Linked DNA regions of Mus musculus: region 1 is linked to region 2. A link is a contact called in public Hi-C data. All regions are on one chromosome and are shown on one strand. The core of a region is the stretch at or near the end of the contact, and the rest is flanking DNA. Distances in the headings are between cores, read along the strand shown.

What was found. A called contact is a pair of places that touch in the nucleus more often than the background predicts.
Region 1: a contact with region 2 is called in a Hi-C map of uterus, with 7 times the contacts expected there. The contact joins the enhancer-like site here to the promoter of Ccdc63 in region 2. A contact is called at or near these places in 6 of 39 promoter capture datasets (the C10 cell line, HPC-7-derived erythroid cells, embryonic stem cells and 3 more), 6 of 15 datasets of contacts at CTCF or cohesin (CD8 T cells, the G1E-ER4 cell line, the NIH/3T3 cell line and 3 more), 147 of 484 Hi-C or Micro-C datasets (B cells, the C10 cell line, the C2C12 cell line and 74 more), 25 of 115 datasets of contacts at active chromatin or transcription factors (the 230-238 cell line, the HPC-7 cell line, the SCID.adh cell line and 13 more) and 4 of 9 other capture datasets (adipose tissue, embryonic stem cells, liver and 1 more).

Annotation. Positions count from the first base shown.
Region 1 is chr5:122,175,976-122,183,115 of GRCm38.p6, reverse strand. No RefSeq gene overlaps it. Among named protein-coding and RNA genes, the nearest start is that of Gm52787, 16 kb to the left of the region's middle. Within about 2 kb of position 3,270, at least 37 of the 459 cell types and tissues checked have an H3K27ac peak or open chromatin away from gene starts, as enhancers often do. A contact at or near this core is called in the G1E-ER4 cell line, the HPC-7 cell line, cerebral cortex and 3 more, where this site is marked.
Region 2 is chr5:122,129,843-122,136,779 of GRCm38.p6, reverse strand. Ccdc63 (coiled-coil domain containing 63) reads left to right here and starts at 4,815. Exons shown (of 12, transcript NM_001384199.1): 1 at 4,815-4,859; 2 at 6,375-6,491; 3 at 6,825-6,937. The coding sequence starts at 6,483.

The sequences.
Region 1 (7,140 bases), core at 2,021-4,520, 48 kb before region 2:
AACAATTTTAAACTCAAGGTAGAGAAGAACTTCTAGAAAGGGGAAAAAAGTGTGTAACTGAGTGTGGGTCACATAGGGTTCTGAAGTCAGGCATCCTTAGGTTTTGGCTCTAACCCCACATGGGTGGGCATACAGGTATTACTATACTCTATATTAAGAAGCCGCAGGGGGCTGGAGAGATGGCTTAGCAGTCAAGAGCACTGACTGCTCTTTCAGAGGTCCTGGGTTCAATTCCCAGCAACCACATGGTGGCTCACAAACATTTGTAATGGGATCCAATGTCCTCTTCTGATATGTCTGAGGACAGCGACTAAAGACAGTTTTATGTATGTATTCACATTGACTTTTTGTGCTTCGAGGCAGAGGCAGTTGAATCTATAGGTTTGAGGTTAGCCTGGTCTACATAGTGCGACCCTGGCCTAGCCAAATCCAAGCAACTAACCAACCAAAGAAAAACCAAACCAACCAAACAAAACTACTCCAAACACAAATAAGCAATCCAGTATATAGACATATAGATATGTAGATATCATATATATCATAAAACACATATACACATATTGAAATGCAATGCACACACACAAAAAAACCAAAACCAACCAAAAAACTGGCCCTGAGCCCCGCCTTCACGTGACATGTGCTCTCCAGGGGTTTGTGCCACATCTGGAGGGCAAGCTGCAAGACACTACTTCTGCACCACTCCCTGGGTGAGCAGCTCTGGAACTGACCACATCTGCCTGCCTTGCTGCCTAGGGCTAGGCTTGGACTTCCTGGTCCCTTGGCTCCTAGACCCGGCATCACACAGTTGGGGTGGGCTAACCTCTGCTCAACACTCACCTACACACGTGTCCTCAAGCGGTAGCTTGTATTTCTCTGACGACAGTGGCTTCGGTCCCTTGTTGTGGATGGTGTTGCAAACTGCCCTGTGTTCTATTCATTTTACATATGAGCCTTAGGTTGGTTCTGTTTGAAGGGCTCCGCCCCTTGGCCAGTTATGAATACAGATTGCTGCCCCTGGCCTTTGTTCTGCAGATTCACAAAGCTGAGACGGAGACCAGGTGAACTGGCAGTGACCCGAGAAAGATTATGGATCTAAAAACTAATTCTCGATGCTGAGAGATGGCTCGGTGGTTATGACGCTTGCTTCCCTGTCATGAGGACAGGGGTTCAGATCCCAGCACCACTGAAATCAGCCAGGTATCCCACTCATGCCTGTAACCCCATTTCCGAGGTGGAGGTGGAGGCCAGGGATCACTGAGACCTGCTGCCTTCTAGCTTAGCTTCTAGCGCAAGCCCTGGGCTCACATGGAGAGACCTTGCCTCAAAGGAATAGGCAGAAGTGAGTGGTAACGGATGAAGATAGCCTGTGTTCTTTTCTGGCCTCCGTGAACGTGTGCACGTGTGTATACACAAGCACATGCACTCGTGTGAGCACATGCAAGTGTGCAAACACACACACACTTACACACAAATCTTTTATTTTTTTTAATTAACTGGGTGTGCACACCTTTAGTCCCAGCACTCAGGATAGCAGAGGCAGGTGGGATCATGGCCAGCCTGGTCTATACTGTGAATTTCAGGCCAGCCAGTGTTACATAGTTAGACTCTGTTTCAAAACAAATAACTAAAAACTTAAAAATAAATTTAAAAGATCCTTCAAGGAGCCTTTCTTTTACCAAGGATCTGAGTTCTATTCCCAGGTTTCACCTGGGGCAGCAAACAGCTGTCTGTAAGTACAACTCCAGGGATCCAGAGCGGTCTTCTGGCCTCTCTTGGCGTCTGTACACTTCTGGGCATATCCAGACAGACATAGCCACAATTTCAACATAGTAAAAATAAACCTTAAAAGAGGGAGGACTAGAGACATGGCTCAATGGTCAAAAGCACTTACCGCTCTCCCAGAGGAACCAAGTTCAGTTCCCAGCATGCATGTCGAGTGGTTCACAACCACCTATTATAACTCCAGCTCCAGGGGATGCGATGCCTCTGCAGCCCCTGCACTCTTGTGCCCACAAGTCCACCCCATGTACACATACTTGGAAATGGTAAAAATCTTCTTCAAAAGCCTTCAAAGATAAAACGCAGCGTCCACAAAATTGTAGTGAGAATTCTGGTTTTCTTTAAAAGCCGTTATGTTGTGTGAACATGTTTTTGTTCTAATCCCAGGTGTGGGGTGCGAGGCTACTTCACAGCAGGTGATTATGATCTGCCTCGCACACTAGCAGGGGGGTGATCTTTGCCAGCTGCAGGTGGTTTATGTTTGGAATTTTGGGGACTCTGGAGAGGGAATAAATATGAGTCTAGAGAGGGGTGTTTGGAAGGAGGCAGCTGCTTCCCCCTTCTGCTCCTGGTTGCTGTTGCTAAGGTTTGTCAAGTGTTCATGCACAGAGAGACAAGTTAGAGATATCGTGACGATGAAGATTGGACTTACCCCAAGGAACTCATCACCCCTAATCGGAAGGACATAATCTAAAGAGATCTACGCCTCCTTTCTCCTCTAACCTTCATTCTCTCCTATCTACTACTGAGGGTGGGGGGGATTGGAAAGGATTAGGGTGGAATAAGGGTTGGAAGGGGGGTAGAAGTATAAAATTCCCAATAAAATGGATTAAAAAAATATGCCAACACAAAACACTAAAATACACCTTATACGTGTGCATGGGAGATATAGTTAAGATACACATACACAAGCCGGGTGTGATGGTGCACGCCTTTAATCCCAGCACTCGGGAGGCAGAGGCAGGGAGATTTCTGAGTTCGAGGCTAGCCTGGTCTACAGAGTGAGTTCCAGGACAGCCAGGGCTATACAGAGAAACAAACAACAACAAAAAAGATACACATACACACCTGACAGCACAACTGAAACCCATCCAAGTCGGGCTCCCAGCTACATCCACCCACCCCAGACGTTGGTGCCCGCATCTTCCCACTGCACAGCTGCAAACCCCTCTGACTGGGGCGTGGGAGTGGGGGTAGGGGTTGGGGTGGGGGTGGGGTGGACGGAAACTCCAGGCTATCAATTCCAACTCTCTTAATCTCCAACATTGACACCAGGCACCAGAGGGAAGCTATGTGGTTCTGTGAGTCGAAGGAGGGAAATCCATGCTTCGCAGCAGCAAGTGACTTGGCGTTCAGACCCAGAATCTCACTTCCTCAGGGAGGAGCCCCTCCAGCCCACCTGCTGTCCCTGCCTCAGGACTGTGGTAACAGAAAGGCTGGGAAAGCCAAGCCGCCAGGCTGTCCAAGAACATAATGACTAGGCTTACTCACTCACCAGCCCTGAACAACAATGTGTGGGCTGGCCCTCACGGTGTACACAGTATCTGCCACTGTGTTAATTGGATGGCCCGGAGAGAAAAGGAGGAAGTGTTTTTAAATGGCACCTTCAATTGCTTCCAGATTATATCTTGGCTAAGTGACTATTAAAATTAGTACCTGTCCCAGGAGCAGCGTCACACACCTTCAATACTGGGGTGGGGGGGGGGGGGGGAAGAGGCAGGAGGATCACATGCCGGAAGCCAGTCTGATCTGTAGAGTGAGCTCCAAGCTAGCCAAAGCTACACTGTAGACTGTCTCAAAGCCAGGGCCACTGGCTCAGTTGGGTGAAGGGCTTGTTCTTCAAGCTTGGAGACCTGAGTTTGCCCCTAAGAACCCACTCAAAGATGGATGCAGAGAATGCAGTAGTGAATAGACCAACATGGATTGTCCTGACCCTCCACACACTACCTGTGAACCCACATTAAACACACACACACACACACACACACACACAATTTTCTAAGTATCAGGTCATAAGTCAGGGAACTGGTTTTGGATACCAGGTCGAATTTAATTAAGGTTTTAGTTACTCACCCACCCGCTACCCTGTGTTAGGGTCTCAGAATTTCCCATTCAACAGCTGACATCTTCTCAGTTGTTCCTTGCTAGGTGGTTCAGATTTTCTTCCTGCCATCGATACCAGCAACAAGAGAACCTGCCGACCTTCCTCCTCAAGCCCTGGACATTAAGTTCTACATGGTAGCTCCGGGAGACTCCCAGAAGCACCTGTCTGCACCCACAGAACCACTTTCAATATTCTGCAGGCCCTCTATTTTAAGAAACATTCTTTAGCTTTGAGACAGGGTCTCACTCTGTAGACCAGGCTGGTCTAGAACTCATGGAAATCTGCTGCCTCTGCCTCCCAAGTGCTGGGTAGGATTATATATATGCCTGGCAATTTATTATTTTTTTTTTACTTTTTAGGCATGCATGCTGATGCTGGAAGAGGTGTCGGTCCCTCTCTGGAGCTGTAGCTATGGAGTTGAGACCCCTGACGGGGTGTTGGATACGGAACTAGTCTCTGCTAGAGCAGCCATGCTCTCCAGCCTCAGTGTCTCTAATTTCTTGGTTTTAGACAGGGTCTATGCAGCTCTGGTTGAGTCTGGAGCAGTTATGTGGCCTGTGAACAGAGATCTGCTCAACTGCCTCCAGTGTTGGGATTAAAAGCATGCATCTGTAATATTTTTAGATTATGTGTATGGGTGGGTTTAACATAAATGTCATGTGTGGGTGTTTTTTGAATATCGGGTGCCCTGAAACTGGAGTTACAGCTGTGAATAGGTGGTACTTTTAACTGATGAGACCCCCTCTTTTCAGCCCCATCTTTAAATTCCCAAGATCTCATTTAGCTCAAGATAAAGGTTCTTGAATTCATCTAAGTGTTTTATTTTATTTATTTTTTTTATTTTCCGAGACAGGGTTTCTCTGTATAGCCCTGGCTGTCCTGGAACTCACTTTGTAGACCAGGCTGGCCTCAAACTCAGAAATCCACCTGCCTCTGCCTCCCAAGTGCTGGGATTAAAGGCGTGTGCCACCATGCCCGGCGTTAGTTAGTGTTTTATTAAGACCTTTTTATCAAACACTCTCATCCATAACAGGGTTTTTTTTTTTTTTTTGTATGCAAACACAGGTGGTCTTTTTTTTTTTTTAAATGTATTTATTATTATATTAAGTATACTGTAGAGGGCATCAGATCTCGTTACAGATGGTTGTGAGCCACCATGTGGTTGCTGGGATTTGAACTCGGGACCTTCGGAAGAGCAGTCGGCGCTCTTAACCACTGAGCTATCTCGCCAGCTCCCACACAGGTGGTCTTGGTGGAGCAGAGGATTCAGGTGTGGTTCATCTTTGCCATCATGCCCAGATTTAAATTTTCTTTTCCTTTTTGGCTTGAACCTTACCTCTCCCCAGCTGCTTTGGGCTTCTTGATCATCAAACTTTTTCCTTAAGGTCTTACCAAACACATTAACATTAATACTTAACGGATATAAATCAAATTCTCTCATGGACAACACGTACCTATAGTTGAAGATACTTAGAATGCTGAAGCTGTTGTCCAGCATTCACAGTCCAGCAACACATGATGGATTCTTTTCAGTTCAGCTTTGGGCAGAGGTGGCAGCCTGGGAGGTCCTTCCTGGGAACTAGTGGGAAATGACCTGTGCTGTGTCTCGTTTTCTATAAAGCAACCCCACTGGCTTGGACCAGGAGTCTTCGGTTTCTCTCTGGATGATGCTGCCAGAGTGCACGGTATGTGTGGCCTTGTGAGCAGTCTTGAGTTAATCCTGCCAGGGAATATTCTAGCTGTTCTGTGGGCCCGGGGCAGGAAGCTAGGCTGGTATGCACCAAGACTGCACATCTGGTAAGCAGAACTGAGCTCAGCTAAGTTCCTCTAGGTCACCAAGTGGGTAAAAAATTAATTTCAGGGCTGGAGAGATGGCTCAGTGATTAAGAACACCGACTGCTCTTCCAAAGGTTCTGAGTTCAAATCCCAGGAACCACATAGTGGCTCACAACCATCCAATCATGAGAGCTGACACCCTCTTCTGGTGTGTCTAAAGACAGCTACAGTGTACTTAGATATAATAATAAATAAATCTTTTTTAAAAAATGAATTTCAACTATTTTCTGATTCAAGGCCACCAGCATCTCAAACCGAGCCTTTTTTCTTTTTTTTTTTTTTTAAGATTTATTTATTTATTATATGTAAGTACACTGTAGCTGTCTTCAGACACTCCAGAAGAGGGCGTCAGATCTTGTTACAGATGGTTGTGAGCCACCATGTGGTTGCTGGGATTTGAACTCTGGACCTTCGGAAGAGCAGTCGGGTGCTCTTATCCACTGAGCCATCTCACCAGCCCCGAGCCTTTTCTTTTGATTAAAAATTTAAAAATGTTGAGCCAGGCTTGGTGGCGCACGCCTTTAATCCCAGCACTCGGGAGGCAGAGGCAGGCAGATTTCTGAGTTCGAGGTTAGCCTGGTCTACAAAGTGAGTTCCAGGACAGCCAGGGCTATACAGAGAAACCCTGTCTCAAAAAAAGAAAAAAAGAAAAACCAAAAAAGAAAAAAAAATTTTTTTCAATGTTCCTGTGTGTAGAACCCCAAAGGCCACAAGAGGGCACTGGACCCTTGGAGCCTGAGCTACAGGGAGCTGTGCACCCCACCCTGCAGTGGGCCTAACTGCCCTGTGCTCCTCACTTTCCATTCCCCAGACATGTCTTCAGAAGCCTGGCCTCTGCCTTCTTCCTTCCAATCCATCCCACACGGACTCTACAGTCCACCCCCTCCCATGTCTCCCAAGCTAACCCAACAATGCCAATGATTCTCAGCTTGTCCTTATCCACCACCAAGTATCAGATGACAGATGGACTTCTTTCAGCCACCTGGGCTGGCCCCAACCAGGACACCCTTTCTTCCTGGATTAGCACTTGTCCCTTGGCCCCCAGTTTCACCTGTTACATAGGTGTGTGCTGTTTTTTTTTTTGGGGGGGGGGGCGGGGGGCTATACATGTATGGTACATTCATTCACATGTTTACTGTGAATATGAACAGAATGGTGGACTGTCTCACACCAGTTTCTACAAGTTTTGACACTCATTACTTCTAATACCAGGAAGCACCGTGTCCTCCCTCTGTGGTTTGGTTTGGTTTTTTTTTTTTTTTTTTTTTTTTTGGTTTTTTGTTTTTTGGAGACAGGGTTTTTCTGTGTTGCCCTGGCTGTCCTGGAACTCAGAAAGCCGCCTGCCTCTGCCTCCCGAGTGCTGGGATTAAAGACGTGCGCCACCACGCCTGGCTCCTCTGTGTCTTTTTATGTTGGTGTCA
Region 2 (6,937 bases), core at 3,566-6,065:
GCCCAGGTCTGTGTGACTCAAGGACCCAGACATTCAGGCAGTGATGAGGATGGGAAGACTCTGTGGAAGTAGGCCGGGCCACCAGAGTGTGTCACAGGCGGCCATAGAAGGGAGGGGACACGGCTGATGGCATTCTCAGAGTTCTCTACATTCTTAGAGGGCTGGAGAGAAAAAAATCTTTCTCCTCTATGAAGAGAAGCTGACATTGACCTGAAAAAATGTTTATGTCACATTTATTTATTGATCGGGGCAGCAGCAAGCGTATGTCACAGCACACGTGTGGAGGTCAGAGGACAGCATTCTGGAATCCATTCACTCTCTCTGCCTCGCCCAGCAATTGAACTCAGGCTTGGCAGCAGGTGCCTTTACTGGGTGAATCTCACCAGCCTGGCATTGGCTTTGGAAAATAATACAAGGGCTAGCTAGGGCTGAGGGGCCTGGGTTTGATGGCAGCACGTGTGTAAGAAGCCAGGTGTGCCCTGGTGCTCCGGAGTGGGTGGGTAGCAAGAGGCTCGAAGGAGCCTGATGGCCAGCCAGCCCCAGGTCTCAGAGGAAGAAAAAAATGTCTTAAAAAGCAAGGTATGGGATTAGAGCTTTAGCTCAGTGGTAGGGTGCATGCCCTAAGCCCCTGGGTTCAGTTTTTTGCTGGGGGGGGGGAGGAAAAGAAAAAAATCAACTTAACTGGGACTGATGGGTGGAATCACAAATCAGGAACTTCCTCAGAACCTGCTCTCAGGGGATTTAGGAAGAGGAAGGAGAAGGCATACGGGCCGTGGGCTGAGCCATTGCCTGATTTGTGTGGAGTGGCTCACCCTGACCCACCAGGGAAGACAGACTGCCCCTGGTGTGCTGCCCCATCAGACCCTGGCTAACTAGAGCTGGAAGAAGTCAAGCTCTTCTAGAGTTGGTTCAGGGCCCAGTTCTCCATTAGCAGCAAAGAGGGGCAGGGGGAGTTGGGGATCGAGGGTAGGGTGGGGTGGTGGGAGACACTTGTCCCTGCTGTTGAGGTCTTGGGGTTTCAGCTGAACTCTCTAAACTGACAAGACCTATCTCCTGCTTACTCTTCTTTGGAGGCCTGCTTCTGCAAAGGAGCCTGGGAGCTGTAGTTTTTAAAGCTGTAGTTTTAAGTTCTTCCCATGCCATCCCAGGAGAAAGGAGAAGGAAGAGAGGGGAGAGGGGAGAAGAGAGGAGAGAGAATGGCTCAGTGCCCTTGCTGAGGAGGGCAGGGCCACCCTTTCCTCAGAGCATCTTGTCCCTCCTACGACCTCCAGATGGAGGCCAGGTGTCCCCATGTCCCCAGTATCTTGCAGGGTCATGGACCACAGTGTGGTGCCAAATTGAATTGAATGCTGGCTTCCCTCCCAGGCTGGTCCCCATCACTACCCTCTGGACAGAGTCCCTGCAGTTCAGGACACAAGAAGGTCACCTCTTTGTCGTAGAGAAGGTGGGGAGGGCATATGGTGGAGTGGTTGTTAGCAGAGTTTTTGGATAAAGCTGGGGTGAATTAGGGGCTCAACATGGCTGCCTGTCTCAACATGCAAATTAGAAAGAGGCTTGGGCAAAGACATAGACAATGTCTTTGTGTCAGTCAGTGTGGCTACCCTGGGAAGAAGAGATTAAAAAAGGGGATTTGATGACGCTAGGTTTATCTCCTGACGGAAGCTTTCGGTTAGATTAGAGGAAGATTTGGTCAAGGGGCTGGCTTGTCTGTGAGTTCTGATGTTCCTGGTATCCAAAGCGGCTGCAGGTTTAGGGTAAGAGGGAGACCTTCATGTCCCTTTGTCAGGGCTGGAGGTGAGGGGTGGGGGTGTGGTGACAGTCTGGAGCAATGCATTGTGGGAGATGAACTTTATCTGCCTCTTCAGTCTCAATTTTTGCATCTTCAGACTTCCAGGCCCTGAGCTCAGCCAGATGGACGGTGTCCTGAGGGATCAACACACTGAGACAAGCAGGAGTCTGACCTCAGGCGAGGGGACAATACCGTGAAGACTTGAGCACAGCACGCGGGTGCACCTGTTCAGTCTGAGCACTCAGGGCCAAATGGATCTCTATGCGTTTGAGGTCAGCCTGGTCTACATAGTGAGCTCCGAGACAGCCCAGGCTGTAGTGAGATGTATGTAGTAAGACCCTGCCTCAAAACACACAAACCAAAAGGATCAAGTAAATGTACTCTAGCCTGCTTCCTTTAATAGATATAGTGCAGCTCACTTAAAACCCTCCTTTAGGGCTGGTGAGATGGCTCAGTGGGTAAGAGCACCCGACTGCTCTTCCGAAGGTTCAGAGTTCAAATCCCAGCAACCACATGGTGGCTCACAATCATCTGTAACGAGATCTGACTCCCTCTTCTGGAGTGTCTGAAGACAGCTACAGTGTACTTACATATAATAAATAAATGAATCTTTAAAAATATTTTTTTAAAAAACCCCTCCTTTAGCTGGCCTGGTGAGGCATGCCTTTAAGCCCAACAGTCTGGAGGCAGAGGCAGGTGGATCTCTTGTGAGTTCAAAGCTAGCCTGGTATTCCATAGCAAGTTCAAGGACAGCCAGGGCTACATAGTAAGACCCCATCTCAAAAGAAAAGAAAAGAAAAGAAAAGAAAAGAAAAGAAAAGAAAAGAAACAAACAACAACAACAACAACAAAAACAACCCAAAAACAGTCAACGCAATACTGTGGGTTAGTGACAAAGGGCCACACCAGCAGCAGGTGACTTCACAGTCTTTTAGTTAGCTCCAGTACCCAACACTTAGACTCAGTAACAGCTAGTCAATCAGTCCGGAGCTGTCCTGCGGTGGGAGGGGTTCATGCCCAGAGTAAAGTTTCTGGCTTGAAGATCTAATTGGACAAAACTGAGCCAAGCCTTCTTTTCCTGTCCAGTCAGAATGAGAGCAGATGGAGACCACCGCACGCCACAGAATGACAGGCAGAGGGCCCTGTGTGGACATGGCCTCTGTACCTCAGTTCCCTCGCTGAACATTAAAGTGCTGGGATCCAAGGCTGAGCTCCCCTTGGCTTGACCCCAGTGCCTGTGAACTCAGTTTAAAGAATTCAAACTGGGGTGTGGAAGAGAGGCACGTATATCACAGAGCGAGTGGAGAACATTCTCCAGGGGTGGTAGTTTTCAGGGTGGGGGGCAAGTGATCAAGGCACCCACCTACCCTTCAGACAGGCTCTGTACAATTCCTAAGGCCCCCAGAGCCCGCCAGGTTGGTGTCATGTTCAGGGGACTGACTGGCCATTCTGCATCCACTGTTCTGGGAAGGGATAATCCTAACCCATGTTTTTTGTTTGTTTGGTTGGTTTTGGTTTTTTCGAGACATGGTTTCTCTGTATAGCCCTGGCTGTCCTGGAACTCACTCTGTAGATCAGGCTGGCCTCGAACTCAGAAATCCACCTGCCTCTGCCTCCCAAGTGTTGGGACTAAAGGCATGCGCCACCACTGCCCGGCCTAACCCATGTTCTTTATCACTAAGCACACTGCTAGATAAGGGTCTTGTAGGATGTAGACAGTTGCTTGGGTTTGAATGACTCGTAATTAACAGACTCGGGAAGTTCTGAGACGACTCTACCGTGGGTCAGAACTGTGACTCAGAGTCCACTCTTTTGGCTTCTAATAAAAGTCCTGAAGTTGCAGCTCCAGGTTTTCCCAGGGGCCGATGACCGGGGAGGGGTGCCCTATACTTACCCTATACCCGCAGTCACTATCTGAGGAGCTAGCCAACATTGTAGACCATCAGCCACTGGTCTCCCTTAGGCTTGCAACAGGGCTGCCAGCAACCAACAGAGGCAGCATATCTCCTATTTCCTTTTCAGCGACAGCAAAGCACCTTCCTCTTCTCTAACCTTGGGCTGTGGGAAGCTCCTCTGGTGCCTTTGAGACCACGACCAGTAATTATAAGCCCACCCCTGTGGCAGACTCCAGGAAATAATGCACCCCACCCCCGCTGTTGCCCCCAGACATGGTTTCTCTGTGTAGCTCTGGGTGTCCTGGAACTCAACTCTGTAGACCAGGCTGGCCTTGAACTCAGAGATCTGCCTGTCTCCGCTTTCCGAGTGCTGGGATTAAAGGCATCGATAGATCCACTGCCTGGCACCAGTTAGTCTCTTAACGTTCCTAGTCCAAGCATTGACTGGGAAGGATGGGCTGATTTGGGTATCTGACCGCCGTGGAGACTGTCTTGCTGTGTGTGCTGGTTCCATTTGTTTACCGCTGGCAGCTTTGTTTGCTCTAGGCTACACTGGGGGCGCACGCGAGGGGCCGTGGCGGGGGTGGGGGGGTGGGGGTGGGGTGGGGCTCGTTCTTCTTGGCAAGAGGGCCGAGTTCTGCACCCAGGAAGAACCGCGATGGGAAACCTTCGCCAGAGAGGCATGTTTCTAACCACTGCCCACCCAGTGGCAGACAGTGGAGAGCAGCCGAAACAGCAGGACCCGAGGGCAACTTCCAGATGGTGAAGGGCGGACCGGGGTAAAGTCATTGCCTAACCTGCCCCAGGTTTAATCTCCAAACTCTGAAAACAAGTCGTTTTAGGTCACTGTGTAACAGAAAGGAGGTATTTAATGGTGAAGCGAGAGGAAAGAGAGTAGTAACCCAGGGAGGGAGGGAATGGAAGCTGGCTTGGTGGCCAAGGTGGCCAAGGTGTTTGACACAGGGCAGCTGAGGGTAGCCCAGGAATGCGTTGCCCTGTCCCCTCTGGTAAAATGCGGGTTCTCCGTGGGTCCGGTTGTCTCGGCTGTCCTTAGAGAACGCGAGTCGCCGCTGTCACAAAGGCGCGGGTTCCAGGGCGGAGAACGCGGGGTGCGGAGCTGGCTGCCACTTAGACACACGAGCCGCCACTACCGGGAGCCGCGGGAGCCGTGGGTGGTAAGTTAGGGTACACACAGCGCCCCCTGCCGGGGATGAGCAGAGGTGAGGCAGGAACCAGCCACTGCCACCATAAACGCTCCCCAAACTCAAAGAGCTATATGTGCTCTCAAGCGACTGTGTATTTATTTATTACGTATCCATTCACTTACAGCACAGACTGACCTTGAAGTAAAGCTACAGCCAAAGATCTTGACCTCATGATCTTCCTGTTTCCACCTCCCGCGTCACTCAGGCCAGCACCACCACGCCCACCTTTTGTTTTCTTTTTAAAACAAATTGATCACGTCGTGAGGGTGGCTGAACCACAGCTCAGTTCCCCACAACACTAAGCACACAGTAGGCGCTTGTTTGTATGCCAAATCGACTTAGACATTCACACTGCCACAACTCTCATGATTTATAAGTCCCCAGAAATTTCATTTCAAATTGTCTCATGAAAAGTTCTTCCTGTCTGGTGTGATAGGACGCGATCCAGTGACATCTTCTGGTCTGGCTAAGCCTTGAGGTTTTGGTGTTTATGGTTTCTCTCCCCATGCTAGTATGATTCATAGAGCCCCATGGAACTGGCTGACCTAGATTCCCCAGGTTAAAATTCAGTTACTAAATTCTCTCCAGTGTACAACAGGAATTACTGGTCCACGGAAGTGGGAGGGGATTATGCAGATTAGGGGAGGGCGTGGCCCTCCCCACTGTCTAGATGGGGAACTGAGGCTCCAGAGAGCAGCACAGATGTACCTGAGGTCCGTTAGAGGCTGGGCAAGAATGTGAATGGAGAACCTGGAATTCCACATAGGACCTCGCAGTTTCTGGGACACAGTGGGCCTAACAACCCTTTGGGGCTTGTCTGCTAATGTCCCCACTCCTAAGTGCCTCTGGGCAGGTAGCATTCAAGTTCTGATATGATAAAATGTTCCTCTGGGTTGCTGGTTGCTGGTTCCTGATCCTAGAAGTGGGGTATGGGTGGGGTAATCACAGCGTAGGCAGGGTTTCAACTCTGTTGTGTGTGTGGGTGTGGGATAGGTATGTATCAGTGGGTAGTGCTGGCCTAGCCTGCATGAAGTACCGGATATGGTAGCACATGCCTCTAATCCCAGCACTTTGGAGGTGGAGGCAGGAGGATCAGGAGATCAAGGCCAGCCTTGGCAGCATACTGAGTTTGAGGCCAGCCTCGACTACAGGAGACTCTGTCCCAAAGTCAAAAAAACCAAAACAGCTCCATCAGGTTGATCATCAGAGGCCTCTGTGCCCCTTTCCTTTAGAGATGTGAGGAGAAGGGTAAGTGACAGGCTGGAGCCATCTGCCCAGGTCCTAATAATAAACTGGGGAGCGGAAGAAGTTCCGGTGCGATCGGATCTTGGGGGGAGGGGCTCTTGTTACACCCGGCGCCATCTGCTGTGTCCCCTTGTATGCCAAGCTGTGGGTGGAAGGGGACTATGGGAGGGAGGAGAGGCGCATGGGTCCTCACTGCCAGCAGGGTGGCCCACTTCCTTTTTCCTCTCTCATTCTGGGCAGGACATTGCAGACAGAGGAGACAAAGAGAGACGGAGAAAGAGGTGGGCTTGCTGGCTTTGACCTCCAGGACCCAGTGTCTAAGCAGAAGGGAAGCTCAGATCCATCTCAATGCCAGTGGTAGGTGACAACAGCTTGTCACTCAATGTCCCTTCACCTACCCATCATCCCTACCCCACCATCCTAACTTTATAGATGGGAGGCCAGAGATAGTGACTTTCTCAAAGTCTCCCAGTGGTGTAGGACTTAAACTTAGGAACCTCATGACTTCTCAACCCAGTAAGACACTACTCCATCGAGTTTGACTTGTCACCTGGCAGCCCAGGGTGGGTCTACCCTACGACAGACAGGCACATGCCATCACCCCAGGGTGGGCTTCCCTTTGTCCTGGGAACCCCACCTGGAGACTTCTCTGGTCACCTGGGCCTCCTCTTTCTCTATCTTGCCCTGAAGAAAAAATACAGATGGACTACCACTGTAGGTCGTGTGGGCATCCTCTTTCTCTGTCTTGCCCAGATGAAGAAAGTCAGGAGGAAGGGCTCTTCAGGCCTTTCGGAACTTTCCGA